Regions from separate parts of the Arachis hypogaea genome. Here region 2 is linked to region 1. Evidence: chromatin contacts called from public Hi-C data. All regions are on one chromosome and are shown on one strand. The core of a region is the stretch at or near the end of the contact, and the rest is flanking DNA. Distances in the headings are between cores, read along the strand shown.

Region 1 (3,924 bases), core at 423-2,922:
TAATATATATAATATTAAAATTTTTATCTCAAATTTTATCTTTATTTATTTGAAAAGACAGAATTTTAGCATAAGACCAAAAAAAAGTTTATGCAAAAATTCACGAGAAACAAAAAATTCTTACTTAAAAAACTATATTAATAATATAATTATTTATATATCATTTTGATAAATTTTTAAAAAAAGTGATATTATAACACAACACGGTTAATATTCAATTTGGTTAATAAAATATATAACTTTTAATTGAGTATAAGAAAGTTGAGTTATAACTCAAATAACATAGTCTTTCTATACTTATCTAAGAGATCGCGAGTTCGAGTCTTTAAAAAAAAAAAAAAACAGTTGATATGATATTCAATAAGCTGATATTTTCCATGGCCTTTGCTCAAATAGAATTGTCGATTTCGTAAAGAATAGTAGTGGATCCAACATATGTATCCAAATTAAAAATTACAATATTTCAATTGCAGTAGTTGAAACTCACTATCTCTGTTTCCTATCTGCCATTTATATATTAATTAACTAGTAAGCGTTTACAAATTGAAATTTAGGGGGTATAGACAAATCCAAAGATTTGATAACATATGATACCTAATTTTACCTAACATAAAAATAAATAAAAAATGGGGAAAGTAGATACTGTGATATCTTTTGCCTACTAATTAATTAGATGAGTAAGCTAATTAAGACAAAACACTGGACCCAACCCAAACCGTGAATGGAAACGAAGGACAGTACCTTGGGAATGTGCCTCATCTCTTCCACCTTGCAAAGTGAAAAAAATATCACAGGCCCAAGCTTTTGGTTTCTTCAATTTCTTGCACAAACTTTTAGTTCTGAAAATCTGATGATCGGTTATCTCTACCAATATATATAGAGAGCAGATAATTAAATAAATAGCACTTTTTACTTTATCTTCTTTTGAGAAATTTCTTAACAATTTCCCTGTTTTGACACTTTTCTTGTGGAATATTGGATTTTTCTCTTTTGGAGTAGGCATAAAACTTAGAAAATAAATTCCATATGCTAGCAAACAATTTCTAATAATTAAAGAGTGATGAGAAAGTGTGTATAGTGGGTGTAGGTGAAAAGTTATAGCATGACCATATTAAACTATGACCTCACTGTTTATTAACTTAAATTGAGTGAGAAACGAAAATTAATTCATATATGTATGACAAAAGATAAACTTTTGTCCACTTATAACTCAATTCAGTGCGTGTTATGATCTCTAAAGGTGATCCAAGCAACTGGTAGTTAATGCTTAGAAAAATAATATGGCAGACATGGATAATATAATGGAAAGCAAAGAAGACATTTTTATTAGAATTAGAAGATGATAGATCGTGAGCCGTTGGCTAATTTTCACCAAAGATTATAGAAAGAGTTTGAATATGAGTAAATTATTATTTTGGTTTTAAAAGAGTTGATTCAATTCTTTTATATAAAATGACTCCTGAAAAAAATTATTTTAGCTCTTTGAAAAATGATTTTAGTTTGATGAAGTACATCATTTTTTTCATAAGTGATATGCGGTTCACCTGTATGTAATCCTATTTAGTTTAGAAACATTTAATTTGAATATTATTTAGAAGATATATAAAAAAAATTGAAAAAAAGAACTTGACAAAATTCGATAATACTAAAACCTTTCTTTTCATTTCTTTTAAAAAATCTTTTGTCATTCACATAAATGAAATTGTTATAAAAGATCCACGCACTTAATTAATTATCATAAAATTATTAAATTAAAAGACAGAAATATATCATTTTCTTAAATAATGGTTTTTTTTAAAAAAAAAAAAAGTGTATCAACATGATTTCTATTCTCTAGAACCTTTTTAGAATATGTATGTCTCCTCGTATAAATTTGGTATATTTTGCTAGAAGGAGAGAATCTTTGACGGATCAAAAACTTATTTCTATCCAAATCTACAGTGATCCGCTTTACCCTTATTCCATCGAGGTGGTAATTACTCTTAGGTTCTCTCTGAGGTGTTTTTTTTTTTTTTCTTTTCAGGGGAGGCGAGTTCGAGTTTTGAGTGAACTTGTTCTCATTCGTCTCAGTATAATAATAATAAATATAAAAATTAATAAATTAACGACAAAAAAAATTAAGATTCAAACAACATATTTTGAAAAATCAATATCTATTTACTAAATAAATTAACACCATATTTAAAAAGACATTAGTTTTTTAAATATGGTATTTGAATATTAGTTTTTTTAATAATTATTTTATAAATTTTGAAATATAAATTTGTATGTTGAATTTTAAAAGTTACAAACATTATCAGAAAAACACTGAATATTATTGGATTTAGTGTTGGAGTTTAGTGGCGGATTTATCGACAAATTTGTCAATAAATTCTTCGAGTAAAAAAGTTGTCGTCAAATTCGGTTTTTAACGGTAAATTTGTTAGTAATAATTAGAGGAGAAAAAAATTTTAGTGTAAGGTTCCACATCGATTGCGGAGGGGAACGAAGCATGTCTTATAAGGGTGTGGATACCTCTTCCTATCATGGCACGTTTTGACGAGTGAGTGTGGGGGGTTTCGGCTATCATCCCTATCATCAAAGGCAAAACCGTAAGGCCTTGTGTGCCAAAACGGACAATATCACGCTAGCGGGTGGTCTGGGCTGTTACAGATGGTATCAGAGCCGGAGCCCGAATCGATGTGCCAGCGAGGGGCGCTGGGTGAGTGTGGGGGGTTTCGGCTATCATCCCTATCATCAAGCGGGTGGTCTCTGGCTGTTACATTTAACGTAATTATTACCATGAAACGCACCATTTTGATCACAAACTGTGTTACTGGTGAATTTTTTAACGATAAATCTGCTGGTAAAATTGATCATAAATTTGAATTTGCGAACCCTTTCCTTGCATTTCTACAACATCATTAACCTCACTTCTCTTCCCTTTCTCTTTCTCTCTCGTCAGCCTGCCATCATTCGCTGTCGTTTTGCCGGTAATCGCCACCCTCACTCACTCTCATCGCTAGTCATATATAATTTTAAAAATTAATTATATATTTATGATTTATTATTTTAAACAAATTAATTAGTGATAATTATTTTATAAAAAAATTAATTTTATATATGACCCATATATATTATTAGATATACTTATTCAGAGAGTTATTATTTTATTATTAATGTTATCAACTCGACTTTTGTAATACTCTATTACACAAAATCTTACACTATAATCATAAATTAAAGATGACGAGATATTACGATATCTAAGAAAACATACATATATATTATTTAAAGAATAATAATATAATTAGAAATTTATGAAAGAAAGATTAACAAAATCGACGGGTAATATTTACACACGAAACGTTAACATAAGAAGTATTGTAAAATAGAATGTTCCTTTTTTATTAAATAAAATTTATAGAGGAATACTAGGGGCAGCAATTTTTGTAATTTGTAACCATCAAATAGCCATTAATGATGATTTTAATGGTGTGAGATTGGTGTGAAATTTCATCCAATGACTCACTTTTTTTTGCTGGTTACATGCTGGTCAGAATTTAACAAAGTTGCTGGTCCCTAAACTTTTCCAAACTTATATTCTATCTCATAAAATAATAAATGACGAATCTGTCAATTAATTATACATGCATCACTATTTAGTATTTACTCATTGTGTTACTCTTCAAATCATTTATAAGTTTGGAATATATATGCAGAATCTCCGTACAGTGTGATATGTACTTATATTCTTCAGTACCAAATATGTACGTAATTTCTCTTAATATATGTTTTGGTGGTTTACGTTCCTTTAATTGGCTGCTGGGTTCGATTGCAACATACACAATGGGTCAAATTAAATGGCTACTTGATCTTTGGAGGGACATATAACTATTCAATAGCATACTTACAAAAATTGGGGTTGTGGCTTTCAAATTTTCT
Region 2 (3,924 bases), core at 944-3,443, 61 kb before region 1:
GCCAATTGGAGATGACACTGAACTGCGCAGCTAGTGAAGTGGGTGAGAATGAAAAGGATTTTGGGGTTGTGTTTTTTGCCTATGAATGAAAATAAAAGTGAAATTAGTACTACTCTCTATTTAGAGATGTGTTTTTTTTTTATTCATTGAACTTCTTTTGCAGTCTATATACTAGTTGGCTGTAGCTGATTAGTACCTAATTGATTACCTAACAAAGTTATATTTAAAATTTGCAAAGGGTGAATTCTGCATGACCCTCAACCTTTTTTGTATACTTTTCAATATATTTTGTACGTATTTGTGAATTAAAAAAAAAATTCGCCTCCTATAAATTTGTAAAAATAAATTAAAATCGAAATGTGGATTTGCTCCTGGGAATTCACAAAATTAAAACATAAAAAAATTAATTTGTTCTTCATGAATTTTGTATTCAAAATTAGCTCCTAACAATTTTTCAAACTCTCATATTCCAGAAAATTACCTGCATAGCTCATTTTTCAAAATTTCACAAATTAAAGTTATCTATCATATCAAAAATTTTTAGTCTATACCTTCTTTCTTACATTTGTAACCTATATTTACAGATAAGTTGGAGTCTGTACAAAGAAACACTCGTAAAATAGACACTTTTGTAGTGCAAATATTTCATATGCAATAATTTTAAGAATTTGATTTTTGTTAGCATTTTTACAATAATGATTATTAAACGCATCTTTATTTTGTGCCAAACTTTAGATGACAAAAAAGTGAATTTGTGTAGGACTATTGTTATCTTAACGAAGCTAATATCGTACTGATGAAGAAAAGGTCAAGGAAAAAAAAAAGTAACCTAAAAAAATTATTTGGGTACATAAATTCATCTTTGAAAGATAATTAATTTTTCAAATTAATTTTAAAAATATTTTATTAGTTATATTAATTCTTGAAAAATATAATTGTTACTCAAATCGACCATTCCATTATTCTGAAGACGATGTGGCACTTAACATGATATATTATGATCAAAATAACGAAAATCGATTTGATTAATGTTTATATTTTGTTAGAGACAAATATAACTAACAAAATCTTTTAGAAGACCGATTTTTTTTTTTGTGACTTTTAGAAGACCGATTTAAATAATAAATTATCTTTTAAGAAATTAAACTATTAATTCATTTTTAAATTGTGGAAAACATCTATTCAAATTTGTCCCTCACAATACAGAAGTGCATCAGTGCATAATAAGAGTCTGCTAACATTATCTTTTTTGGCCTCAACTGAATAGATGCAAATTTAAAATTTAAAATTTAAAATTTAGAGGATTCAAATTTTAATACAAAAGCTATGACAGAAATTTTGGGCTGAGTGGAAACATTTATGCCAAAGAGCCTATCCTATATATATTATTCTAGTGAAAAAAAAGGAGTCTATATATTCAATTTGTAAGATCTCAATTAACTTAGGTCGAACAAATAGAAAAGTCTGATAATTAGTTGGGACGTTGATGATTTAGTTAGAATTTAGATCTTCTAAATTTTAAATTTGTACTTTAGAGGATAAAGTATGATCTTCTACCCTTGAATGGTTTCTCTCTCATATTTATTCTTGTTCCCACGTATAAAATAAATGGTGAAAGATCACACTTTATTCTCTAAATTAAATTGAATTCAAACTTTAGAGAATTCAAATCCGTATTAGAATTTGTTTAATTTTCACGTTTCATCTCCCAGGTAGCAATAGCCAATTCAGATTTTAATGCTGAATATATAAACACATTTAAGCACAGACCGATCAATAATAATGGTGCCACATTTCTCAATTGCACATATTTTATTTTCTTTGCTATTATCATTATATCATCATTATGAATGAGATTGACTCGTTCCTCTTGGTGATGGCCACTAATGGCCAGAGAGTTAGAATTGAATCTTATTAGAAAGATATTTTATACATAGTACAGTGATTGAGTGATTCAAAATGAATAATGAAATCCTCTTCAATTTATTAATTGATACTGTATCCATCCGTATATGATGCTTCGTTTTCAATTAGATCCATTATTAAAACCAAGAACCTTGTGGGGTTGTTGCTATTACAAGTACAAACAAAGTTTTGAATTGAAGTGAAAACTGAAATTATGAAGATAGAAGAGTAATTTGTCTTCTTATGTCACATGCAAAATTATTAGTGGAGCATGTTAATGTTACGTAGTGTATCATGCATGAGATGAGAGATGAGAGGTACGCAATCTAAAAAGCATAACTCGTGAAGCCACGTGTCGGTTTCAGATATGGAAAACCAAGTTGAAGAGTTTGAGATAAAATAAAATACCATTACTGCAGCCACGTGTTGCTTTGCAGTGAAGCCAAACCCATTTTTGGCTTTTGCATGGTACTATTAGTAGACTTGATTGTTTAAAATTAATCATTAAATAGTAACCATAATACTTAGAGGAGAGAGAAAAAAAAAGTATTTGTTTTATTTAATATTTATTTATTATTAATAAATATTAAATAAAATACATGTTAGTTATTTTTAGTTAATTTTTTGTTATTAAATATTTTTAAATTAATAATTTTTATTTTTATCAAATTTATAAATTGATATTTTTCAGCTTGTTAATGATAAAATAATATTATATGATCAGCAAAAAGTTTATTATTTTTTATTAATATTTAACTAGTTTAAATTTTAATAGCATAAAAATAAAGTGTTAACTAATATTGATAAAAAATTTAATCTTTTAATATTTTTTGAGTAATATTAAAAATTAATTTTTTAATCATTATTAATTAATTTTTTAAATTATTTTATTTATTTTCAATTTGAGATTCTAAATAATAAATTATTAATCTAAAATCCTAAATTATAAATTAAAAAAATTAAAATTAAAAAATATAATTAATATTAACTAACAAAAATTAGTTTTTGTTACTTTTTTATATATAAATTGTGCTAGTCAAATATGTTTGACGAAAGATATTGATTAGTTATATTTTCAATTTTTGTTCCACGAAAAACACTACAAAAATAGGATTAGATCATTAAACAATTTAAAAATATCTAATCATATGCATGTGGTAGAACAATATTAAACAGCCTTCAAATTGACGAGCAAGCAGTTATGAGTTTGAGAAGAAATTTTAAATTCGTGTATTACGTATGCAATTCAGTAAAAAAATACTGTTTTGGGTCCTGAATAAACGATGAATAATATTCAACACAAATCATTAAGACCATATTGACCAATTTCATGCTTATGAATTGGATTAAAAACCTAAAAAATAAAACAATAAGCTAAGTAAGTATGAGTAATCTACGTTGATATTTTGGCCACACCTTTTTGTGGTGTTATTGAGAGCAGAAGCATGCAAAAAGGTTGACAAAATGCGAACAAGCCGTTACCACAGTACGTAATCCTTGAACGTTGCTGGTCCCGAGTTGTACGGACGATTATGTGATGGATCAAAATCAAATAGGTATTAAATGGATTCGAATCTTCCGTGCGGATCGGCAAACCACAGGATATAAAGTTGTGAAATTTAAGTAACTAATAAACTGTGCAAAGCAAGCATTAGGCTCCTTTGTTGCAATTCTTATAATAAGAGTGTCCACATGTAGTTTTGTTTTACTAATTTTGTTCTTTTGCTATTTGTTTATGATAATGATTTTTCAAAAATTGTGGATTCACAGGTCATTAGACGAGCTTCTATGGAAAAAAATTTATTGATGTTCTTTAAAAAATGAGGATAAATTATATTTTTTGTCCGTAAAGTTTGACAAAAAATTTAAAAATATTTTTAAATTTTATTTTGTTTTAATTTTATTTCAAAAATTTTTTATTTGCATTAAATATATGTCTGATGGCTAATTTTTAAAAAAATTTAAGACCGATTCAACAACAATTTCATAAAAACAATCCCTCAACACATGCAAATCAAG

What was found. Hi-C and Micro-C count contacts between places; a contact is called where the count stands out from the background.
Region 2: a contact with region 1 is called in a Hi-C map of leaf, with 1.9 times the contacts expected there. The contact joins the enhancer-like site here to the promoter of LOC140178316 in region 1. A contact is called at or near these places in 4 of 8 Hi-C or Micro-C datasets (all in leaf).

What each region holds. Positions count from the first base shown.
Region 1 is chr14:106,146,404-106,150,327 of arahy.Tifrunner.gnm2.J5K5, reverse strand. LOC140178316 reads right to left here and starts at 1,672. Exons shown (of 7, transcript XM_072214487.1): 1 at 742-1,672.
Region 2 is chr14:106,208,185-106,212,108 of arahy.Tifrunner.gnm2.J5K5, reverse strand. No RefSeq gene overlaps it. Among protein-coding and RNA genes, the nearest start is that of LOC112742878, 11 kb to the left of the region's middle. Within about 2 kb of position 2,193, at least 2 of the 3 cell types and tissues checked have open chromatin away from gene starts, as enhancers often do.